3 separate regions of the Mus musculus genome follow, and all the other regions are linked to region 1. Evidence: chromatin contacts called from public Hi-C and HiChIP or PLAC-seq data. All regions are on one chromosome and are shown on one strand. The core of a region is the stretch at or near the end of the contact, and the rest is flanking DNA. Distances in the headings are between cores, read along the strand shown.

Region 1 (3,419 bases), core at 363-2,862:
CGTATCTTTCCCAGCACGGAGAGCTGAACAGAGCAGTCTCTTTCCAGCAGCCTCAAACCTTTGCCTTGTCTCAATATCCACAGCTACAGCCCCCACATGAATGCTGGTGTCCCCACATTGTCCCGTGGTCCTATTGCCTGGTCTGTGTGTGTGTGTTTGTGTGTGCATGTCTTCTCAGCACACAAGTTACTCCAATGCAGGCAAGGAGGCTCTGAATACAGCTGTGCTCCCCAAATTCTGCCCTGCACCCCTCCTGTGTCTTGGGCTTCTTGTGGCAATCAACAGGCACAGAGGATGAAGTGAGCTCAGATTGACCAGTGTTAGGAAACTTCATCTGGGACTGTCTGTAATCCCACTACTGTGGAGGTTGAAGCAGGAGGATTATGAACTCAAGACTAGTCTGGGCTACAGAATGAGTTCAAGACCAGCTTGGGCAATTTAGTCCGTCTTAAAATAGAGATGGGCATGGGCATGGGGAATGGTGGGGGGGAGAGAGAGAGAGAGAGAGGGAGGGAGGGAGAGAGAGAGAGAGAGAGAGAGAGAGAGAGAGAGAGAGAGAGAAAGACTGAAGACAGTTTAGTGAATTCCTGTCTCCAGCCCAGTGCAGAAACCCTTTGGTGTTTGATCCTGCCGCAGACACTGGCCTTGGAGCTTGGGGAGGCTCTCCCTGTGTCTCCCGGTAGCAGTATCGTTGGCTCCAAGAAGCCATGTGGTAACCAGTTTAAACATTCGGCCAGCTCCTCCTCCACCCGCCTTCTGCCAGATGCTAATGGAAAACTGAACCAGGCATCTAGGGGTGGGGGTGGGGTGGAAGCCGGGAGGAATTGGGAAGAACGAGCCAAGAAGCTTGAAGTCCTTGACACAGAAGAGGAAGGCTTTGACTGATGTGTGAGAGCGTTAGGAGGAGGCCACAGCTCCAGAGCTCAGACGCCTTGCCTGGACAGTGAATGCAGCCACCCAGCTGGCCCAGAGGCGGGCAGTTCCCGTCCTGTGGGAGGACGTGACAAAGTCAGTACCAGAGGGAGCAATGTCGGATTTCTCAACTAGTACACTGGAATGAGGAGGAAGCCCTCCGAAAGGCTCAGGTTTATGCCTGCCTGCTCAACTCATCTTTCTAATACGTCTACTGCGTCTCCTAGCCATGGGCCATGGCTCTAAGACCCCTTACGGGTAACCGAATCTCTCCCTAGCAAACAAGAAAACCAACAAGGAAATCCTCAGAGGGAGAAGGCTGTGGAGCGAAGGCCCGGAGGGAGGCTCAGCCCTGCCGCGCAGATTCCTGGTCCCTCTGGGGACCGGCTTCATCCAAAGCATCTTTTAAAAAGTGTGTGGGCGCCCTCGTGTGGACGTTCTGTTAATACTACAAGCTTGCTTTCTAGCTCTTTTTTTGTTTTTGTTTTTGTTTTTGTTTTTGTTTTTTTGTTTTTTTTTTGAGACAGGGCTTTTCTGTGTGGCGCTGGCTGTCCTGGAACTCAACTCGAGACCAGGCTGGCCTCGAACTCAGAAATTCCCCTGCCTCTGCCTCCCTCAGCCTCCCAAGTGCTGGGATCAAAGGCGTGCGCCACCACCGCCCGGCCTCTAGTTCATTTTATTCCAGCTCAAAACTGTGATTTCCAAGCTTGGTAAGCAGAACCTTTCCGGGGGGTGGGGCCTAGCTGGCAGAGGCAAGTCACCTGGGTGGACCTTTGGAGGCAGAAGTGCCATTGGCACTAGGCAAGTGTGTGGTGCACAGATATATATCTAGGCAAAACACCCATGCATATAAAATGAAATTAAGTAGAAAAGCCAGGCATGATGATGCATGCCTACAATCCTGCACTCAGGAGGCAGAGGCAGAAGCAGAGGCAGGCAGAGCTCTGTGGGTTCGAGGCCAGCCTGGTCTACATAGTGCGTTCCAGGACAGCCAGGGGTGTTAGACAGAAACCCTGTCTCAAACCAAACCAAACCAAACCAACCAACCAACCAACCAAACAAACAAAAAACAAAAAAAAGAAGAAATTAAAAATTTTTTCAATAGGGAGGGATATCTGAGGGAATTTGTTGAATTCCACCCAAATCTGAACAAAAAAAAAATCTAAGGGCTCTTTGGATGTGTAGCCTTTGCTAGAGGAAATACTACTCAAGGAACATATGGGCCTAGGCTCTTTTCGTGCAGCCAGACGACTAAGACTGGAAAGGAAACCAGTGCTCCTCCCACTAACCAGGAGGAAAAAAAATGCAGACTAGAAAGGCCAGAGACGCCAGAGAAGCACTGTTGGAGCGCCCCCGTGTGGACACGACGTGCGTGAGCGGCATCCAAGGTTGATCAACAAGGGAAGGGCATACTGTGGTTGTGGCTGGCCTCAGCTGACAGTGTTTGCTCCGGCAGCCGTGGCTCTGACTGCTGAGAACGGGCCCTGCAGCTGGCAACCAAAGGCAGGCCATCTCCCCGTGACTCCAAAAGCCACACAGACTTTGTATGAATTGGAAAGGGAATGGGGAGAAAATGAGATGGAGCAAGAACGAGGAAGAAAAACGGCAAGAGGAAGAAGCAGGCAAAGAAGAAACGAAGGGGGTGGGGGTTGGGAAGAGGAGAAAATGCCTTGAGGGAGTTGGTTCCTAGGGACTTCTGCCACTTCTGTTCTTGCCTGGGCAAAGAATAAATGAATAAGCAGGAACCCCGCTGAATAGGATGAGGGCAGGTCCACTTAAGGGTCAGGAATCAGATAGCAGGGATCAGGGATCAGGACCGGAGAAGGACTATGAAGGGAGCTTGGACAAGGATGCTTGTGGTCTGTCTATCTTGGTCCCGCTACAGCTGACCTTTGCCCACACCTGAGCACAGGCCCTCCAAGCAAAGTCAATCCTCTGCTTAGCGACAGGTAAAGAACGCACCTGTGTTCACTCCAGCCAGACGTGCGTGAACACCACCCTCTGTCCCAGCGGGGCCTGAGGTGACAGAATCTGAAAGAAATGCCTGGGTGGAGGGGCAGCGACTGTACAGGAAGAACAGGAAGGACTTGCTGCCCGACACCCCACAGGAACTCATGTGCCCAGGGGAGCCAGTCAAAGGCAGCATAGGCTCAGTGAGCCAGTGCAGGGGTCCAGGTTGGTTGCAGCCATCTTGAGTCACAACCGGCAGGGGCATCTGTGAGAAATCTTTCCCTGCATGGCTCCCCTGTCCTTAGAGTGACATGTGGACCTTTAAAACAAGACCCTAGTGCTGTCAGAGTTAGAGACGCGGCCCGTATCCTTGGTGTCAGCTGAGGCAAGCGGACACGTTTGTCACCATTTTCCTGCTTGGCATACAAAATCTTCCCCGTGACCCATGTGGCAGGCCTTCAGACCTCCTGCTTCCCTTGGCCACACAATGGCCATAGCTTCTGTATGAGTTATCTTTCTATTGCCAGGATAAAACACCATGACCAAGACCATTTATA
Region 2 (3,419 bases), core at 577-3,076, 460 kb after region 1:
ACCCACACGGTGACACGTAACCTTCCATAATTCCACACCCAGGAATCCACAGCTCTCTTCTGGGCTCTGCAGGCAATACATATAAACTAATCTCTTTTTTAAAGGGCCACAGAGGGCCTGTCTTAACTAGAAACATTGTAATCCCCCGGCTGCTGCTGGACTCCCCCCAGTTCCTCTTTTTCAGTACCAACCTGACCCATGTGTGAAGAGAAGGCTAGACTGAGCCTCAGATTGTGTTGCTTTGGGTAGCCTGGCGGTAATGGGGGTCTAAGATCCATGACAAACTTCAAACCCAAGAAGTCTGGGGCTGATGGAAATACAACCTGCCTGGTGGAGAGAGACCCAGGAAGGTATGCAAAGCCTGCAATGCCTGAGCCCCATCAGCATTTCTGGGGCCACCCAGCCCACTTCATTCCCCAGCGAGGCAGGTGGCAACATGCTTCTGGCTCCTTCCCAAGCAACAAGTTACCTCTCCTGCTCTCTAAGAAGACCAAACATTTCAGAAAACCTTGAGCTGGATGGAGTAGGAACTGAGGGGAGGGGCCAGAGAGAGCAAAGCACAAGGCTGCCCTCTCTGATGAAGGTAGAGACCCACCATCCCGGTACCCAGGTACCTTGCAAAGACTTCCCCCACTACAGATAAAGATCCAAAGCTGCAACAAGGATTCTGAAACTTCCTTTTTTTTTTTTTACAACAAAGCCAAACTGTTGCAACTTATTGCTACAATTCTTACAACATCTCAGCAAGGCCTCAACTGAGACCTGGGCCCCTGGCAAGGTGTCTAGATGTTTCCAGACCTCCCCACCCTCATTAGGAGGAACCCTATCCCCTCTTCCTTCCTCCCCCTTTCTCCCTACCCTCGGGAGTCTCCTTCCTGCTCAGTAGCATCCTCAACAGAGACAACCCTGTGAACAAAGCCCCTTAGAGACTTTTGGTCTTTCACCTCTTCCAGATGGGTTTCCTGACCCAGGCCTTTGGTATACACAGGAGATAGGAGACAGGTAGAATTGGGAGGGAGCAGGTGGAAGGCCTTCCTACACAGAGCCTGGAAAGATCTCGCAGCTCTTGGCTCCAGTTCCTGAGCTTCCTGACAGCTTGTGAATGACAAAGTGGTTTTACCAGCTTTCAATGAACCGGGCTGGGCACCCAGGAGTCCCATCTCTACAAACCCCCATGTCTCAAGCCACAACACCAACACCAGAAGGCAGTGAACATGTTCCTAGGACTAGACCTGCGCCCAGGGAGCAGCCCAGTGATCTCAGACCCTGCATCTTGATGTACAACCATCTCTGTACAAGACCTACAATAGATGCTTAGATACTCACTGAGTGATTACATTTTTAGAGACAATAAAGCTCACGGTATTTTCTGACAATGTAAATAATAGTTCCTCCCCTCAGTGGACCATAACATGGTCATTAAATACCCAGTATGAAGAATGTTGCAACACAGGAAACTTCAGATTGCAGCACTGCTTGAGAACTCAAGTGTACACAGTACCATTGTGCCTGGGATCTGGTGAAGTGCATGCCGGTGTGTGCATGCGTATGCGTGTTCATGTACACACATGAATGGGTACTTATATGTGCAGGAAACCCAAAAACTTCAATGGTGTGGTGCTTCTTGCCAGCTTATGTTTGTGCTGCAAACAGGCTCCTAGTTTCTCTTCCGAACTTTAATAGGACACTGTTTTCAGTAGCAATGGTGTTTCACAATTCTCCGTGAAATGTCTCACCTCAAGTCCTTCGCCTGGGAATAACATGATGTCTGACCTCCCAACCAGAGGACACCGGCAGCTTGCCCAGCACCCAGTCAGAAGTTAACGACCTGGGAGTGGAACAGAGCACTCTACTTACCAGAAAAGGGTTCAAGGAGAGCAGGTCTCCACAGGCTACCTTAGGCTCTGAAAAGGCTAGGGCCTACAAGAGAGGAAACCTTTCACCAGTCAGTGTGAGTCACAGAACCTTCCACAATCTGAATCACTCCTCAACAAAGCGAAAATGCCTGAGCAAGGTCCCAACCCTGCTCCCTGGGCACGTCGTGCCCTGTGTGGATTCTGCAGTCAGCTCAAGTGCCACTTCCTCTAGGCTGCTTTCTCAGACCCCCCCTAAGGCCTGCTCTCCTGTATGAGCTAAAGAGTATCAGCCCCGGGCTGGTGAGATGGCTCAGTGGGAAAGAGCACCCGACTGCTCTTCCGAAGGTCCGGAGTTCAAATCCCAGCAACCACATGGTGGCTCACAACCATCTGAAACAAGATCAAGATCTGACTCCTTCTTCTGGAGTGTCTGAAGACAGCTACAGTGTACTTACATATAATAAATAAAAAAATCTTTTAAAAAAAAAAAAAAAAAAGAGTATCAGCCCCTACAAACAGAAACCACACTTCCTGAAGCTCTCTCCTCTCAGCACCTGGCCCTGGGGTCCATCTTTGTGCCTGGGAAGCCCATGTTATCTGGTGTGGTTACTGAGTAACTAGGGCTGGACAGGAGGGCAGATGGAGACAAAGGAATGAATAGTATATAATACATAGGCAAGAGCTCACCTGTTAAGAAAGCAGGGACCACTGGGTCCCACAGCTGCAAAGTCATCCTGGGCTTGAATTCATGCTGGCAGTCATGGTCCTCTCACCTGCCCCACCCCACCTCCAACTCCACACTCATGAGAAAAGTAGCTATAATAAACACCATGGGCACAGGAGGCCTCAGTGAGTGGCCAGGAACGATGGGGATGATAGTCTTTAGTGAGCTCACAGCTCAAGAAGGAGAAAGCTAAGGAGACCAGTCCACCCTCTTTGCAAACGAGGCTATGTGTACCTACAATGAAGGCTGTCTGAAAGGACACAGGAGCAGAAGCAGACCCACCCTTCCACACACACACACACACACCCCACACCCCAGTCTGAATCTCTGTAAGGCGACCTCATCAGCAAAATGAATGAGTTTCTACTTCCTGGGGGCAAGAAAAGAACTCAACAAACAGCACATGGCCTGCTGCACATAGGTGCTCAATAAAATCTAACCGTTCTCTCTAGCCAAGCTAGGACTCAACTCAGACACCCAAAGACTTAGGCTGCTACTCTGTTCTAGTCACATCCTCCTGTGCTGGCTGCTTTTATGTCAGCCTGAGAAAATCGCCACCAACCCAGACTGGCCGGTGGGCAAGCCTGTGGGGCATTTTGTTGATTAATGGTAGACATGGGAGGAGCCAGCACACCGGGAGCATTGCCACCTGTGGGCAGGTGGGCCTGGGCTGTATAAGAGAGCAAGCTGAGAGAACCATGAGGAGCAAGGCTGTAATAGGCAGCGTTCCTCCAGGGTCTCTGCTTCAGTTCCTGCCTCCAGGTTCCTGCCTTCCCTTCGTGAAGGACTACAGATATTAGCCTAATCTTAAAAAACAGCTTTCAACCCCAAGTTGCTTT
Region 3 (3,419 bases), core at 493-2,992, 470 kb before region 1:
TTGGCTGAGTAGCAGTCTCCAGTGTCAGCTATGGATAATTTCTTCTGGGAAGTGGAGCCTGAGAACCTGAACTTAATTTTAACTTATGAACAAAATGGAGACTGGATACAAAATGGCTCCAGTTATGTTAAATAGAGAGCAGGCTCCACACTCTCCCTTAAAATACCACCAGCCGCCGGGCGTGGTGGCGCATGCCTTTAATCCCAGCACTCGGGAGGCAGAGGCAAGTGGATCTCTGAGTTCCAGGACAGCCTGGTCTACAAAGTGAGTTCTAGGACAGCCAGGGCTACACACAGAAACCCTGTCTCGGAAAAACAAACAAACAAACAAAATGCCACCAGCCATGGTGACCTCTGTCTCCACATGCACACATATGCACATGCATTTACACATACATGTGTACCCACACACACGTGAGCACACACAGAAATGCACATCCCCTTCGCTAAAAAAAAAAAAAGATCCCCAAACAAAAGGCTTTTATGAACATATATTAGATATAGGTTGAATTTTGTTCTTCAAAAGATATCCTGGAGTCCTAAGATCTCCGGAACCTGAGAGTAAATGAGACACTATTTGGAACAATGGTCCTGGTAAGTGAAGTCATGAGAATGCTTACAGGAAAGTCGAAATCCCACCTAAAGATGGAGGCAGTGAGCCAGGAAGTGGTGGCATGGCACATGCCTTTAATTCCAGCATTCAGGAGCAGAAGCAGTCTGTCTGGAGACAGAGATTAGAGTGATATATCCAAGCTAAGGAATGTCAAGGATGTTTGGCTGCAAGCTAATGTTGCAAGGGGCTCAAGAACATGGTCCTATCAACACTTAGAGCTTCTGGAACCATTATATTTCTGCTATATCACGAAATTAATTTTGGCTGCTTAGGAAGTGTGTGTGTGTGTGTGTGTGTGTCTGTGTGTGTTATTTATTTAAGATGGAATCTCTGTGTAGCCCTGACTGGCCTAGAACTCACAGAGATCTCTTTGCCTCTGCCTCCCAAGTGTTGGAATTAAAGGTGTACACCATAACGCCCAACTTCCTCCAATCTCTGATGAAGCAACACACCAAGTTCTTCAGGTTGACCTTGAACTCACTCTGGAGCCCAGATTAGCCCTGCCTTGGGTTTGCGATCATCCTGTCCCAGGCTCTTCCGATCACTCGCTTATATCACCAGGGCTGGGTCATTAGCCATTCATACCATCCTTGATAAAACGTCCAGACTTTGCCGGCAAAATTAATCACCTACCCCAAAAGCTTCTTGGGGCTATAATGCATATACCACACAAATTTACCCCCCCCCCCCACTTCTGCGGGGAATTCTGTTTGGTTTATTGAAATTGTTTGGGTTTGTTTGTTTGTTTGTTTGAGACAGGGTATGTAGCGCTGCCTGTGCTGGAACTCTGTGTAGACCCGACTGACCTTGAACTGTTTCTGCCTCCTAGTGCTCGGATTAAAAGACGTGGGCCGCCGCCTAGACCATCTAAGTATTTTAAAATATGCAATTCGTTGGCATCAACCACAATAATTCTTACGTCTGTTCTTCACATGGGGCTGCACAGGCCAGCAGAATCCATGCATCCCACACGGAAGCTAACTGAACTTTCCTCTCGCTTCCCAAAACACTGTTAGAAGGCAAGCGACCGGGCGGCGCATGCGCTCGGCTCCCGGGACCACAGAGAGCCACGGTCGCGCTTTCCTAGAGCGGCCCGGAAGTGTCTAAGTGGCACTTCCTGAGACTCGGCCAAGTTTCAGCTGCTGCCAGCCACAGCCAGCTCCTGCGGATAGCTTCCTCCAGGTGCAGAGGGCGTTCAAGGCTTAGTTTGTATTTGTAATGTGTGATTTAGGTCTTCCAGAGCTATGATGAGGATTCAGGGTTTGGGGGGGTCCTCGTTCCCTATTTATGTAGGATTTTGGTGCGCGCTTCAGTTTCTTGGTTCTTTTCCCTGCCAACTGTTAAATCTCCGGGACGCCTCCCTTCTGCTAGACTCAGGCGGGCTCCTTTGCCGCAAGGTCTCAGGGCCACCTCCAAAGCATGCATCCTATTTGCTATCTATCCTTGGTAGACAGGCGGGTGGGAGCCCCTCATCCACCCCCAGTTTTTAGTACATGAAGCTCCCGAGTAGGAAGTCACTTGTCTCTCCTTCACCTCTCCAGGCTACTGTGGTTAGTACCTTCTCTCCGGCCTGGTCAAGAAAGGGAAAGGAAGGATGTCTGCGTTGGGGGCTGCGGCTCCATACTTACACCATCCAACTGACAGTCACAGCGGCCGGGTCAGTTTCCTGGGTTCCCAGCCCTCTGCAGAAGTGACGGCAGTGGCCCAGCTCTTGAAGGACTTAGACAGGAGCACCTTCAGAAAGTTGTTGAAACTCGTAGTCGGGGCCCTCCATGGGAAAGACTGCAGAGAGGCCGTGCAGCACCTTGGTGCCAGCGCCAACCTGTCAGAGGAGCGTCTGGCCGTCCTGCTGGCGGGCACACACACCCTGCTCCAGCAGGCTCTCCGGCTGCCCCCTGCCAGTCTGAAACCAGATGCCTTCCAGGACGAACTCCAGGAACTTGGCATTCCCCAAGATATGATTGGAGATCTGGCCAGTTTGGCATTTGGGAGTCAACGCCCTCTTCTCGACTCTGTAGCCCAGCAGCAGGGATCCTCGCTGCCTCGTGTGTCGAATTTCCGGTGGCGGGTGGATGTGGCCATCTCAACCAGTGCTCAGTCCCGCTCCCTGCAACCGAGTGTTCTCATGCAGCTGAAGCTCACAGATGGATCGGCACACCGCTTCGAGGTGCCCATAGCCAAATTCCAGGAGCTGCGCTACAGCGTGGCGTTGGTCCTTAAGGAGATGGCAGAGCTGGAGAGAAAGTGTGAGCGCAAACTGCAGGACTGAACCCTGGTACTGTGGGGTGCTGAAGCTGGTACCAGAACCCAGCCGCACTGGTGATGAGGATGTAAGAACATATTTTAAGTGAAAAGACAGCTGGGACTTTTGGGTTTTGTTTTACAAGTAAACAGCTGGGCTGAGGCTGGAGAATGTGAAATGTAAGGCCGGCCTGGCTGGGTTTTACGTAGTGAGGCTCAGTTTCGAATTAAAGAGGTAAAGCAACTATTAAAAACATGTTATTCTATTAGGGAATTAAACCTACCTGTCCCTTCCCCAGCTGTGCTCCTGGATGAGACGATGTGCAGAGCTAAGTCCAGATGAAGATCTCTTACAACATACAACATGGTTGCTCAGCATGGCTGAACTCTGCCCATTTGCTTTCCTAAGTCCTGTGCTTTGCTGCGGACGTGTTTATTCTTTTGCCCTAAATTCCTGCTTTCCTGAAGCTGACATCCTAGTGGAAAGATCAGAGGGGGTGGGGGGAAGACATTACAAATACTAAATATGCATTAAATAATGTTTGGTATATATAACATTAAATACA

Evidence for each region. A called contact is a pair of places that touch in the nucleus more often than the background predicts. HiChIP or PLAC-seq counts read pairs in DNA pulled down with a chosen protein or histone mark.
Region 2: a Hi-C map of liver shows a contact between it and region 1, with 1.8 times the contacts expected there. The contact joins two enhancer-like sites.
Region 3: a contact with region 1 is called in an H3K4me3 HiChIP or PLAC-seq map of forebrain, with 7 times the contacts expected there. The contact joins the promoter of Commd5 here to the enhancer-like site in region 1. A contact is called at or near these places in 9 of 39 promoter capture datasets (the 3T3-L1 cell line, cranial neural crest, embryonic stem cells and 5 more), 1 of 15 datasets of contacts at CTCF or cohesin (embryonic stem cells), 5 of 484 Hi-C or Micro-C datasets (cortical neurons, embryonic stem cells and palatal mesenchyme) and 19 of 115 datasets of contacts at active chromatin or transcription factors (the NIH/3T3 cell line, T-cell acute lymphoblastic leukemia, VIP interneurons and 11 more).

Annotation. Positions count from the first base shown.
Region 1 is chr15:77,366,084-77,369,502 of GRCm38.p6, forward strand. Gm3787 (predicted gene 3787) reads right to left here. Exons shown (of 3, transcript NR_168297.1): 3 at 3,410-3,419. Among named protein-coding and RNA genes, the nearest start is that of Gm41353, 8.3 kb to the right of the region's middle. Within about 2 kb of position 1,613, at least 195 of the 459 cell types and tissues checked have an H3K27ac peak or open chromatin away from gene starts, as enhancers often do. A contact at or near this core is called in the NIH/3T3 cell line, VIP interneurons, cortical neurons and 12 more, where this site is marked.
Region 2 is chr15:77,830,770-77,834,188 of GRCm38.p6, forward strand. The region is part of intron 1 of Myh9 (myosin, heavy polypeptide 9, non-muscle); the gene reads right to left. Among named protein-coding and RNA genes, the nearest start is that of Myh9, 9.7 kb to the right of the region's middle. Within about 2 kb of position 1,827, at least 106 of the 459 cell types and tissues checked have an H3K27ac peak or open chromatin away from gene starts, as enhancers often do. A contact at or near this core is called in liver, where this site is marked.
Region 3 is chr15:76,898,199-76,901,617 of GRCm38.p6, forward strand. Commd5 (COMM domain containing 5) reads left to right here and starts at 1,743. Exons shown (of 2, transcript NM_025536.2): 1 at 1,743-1,794; 2 at 2,154-3,099. The coding sequence starts at 2,207. The coding sequence ends at 2,881.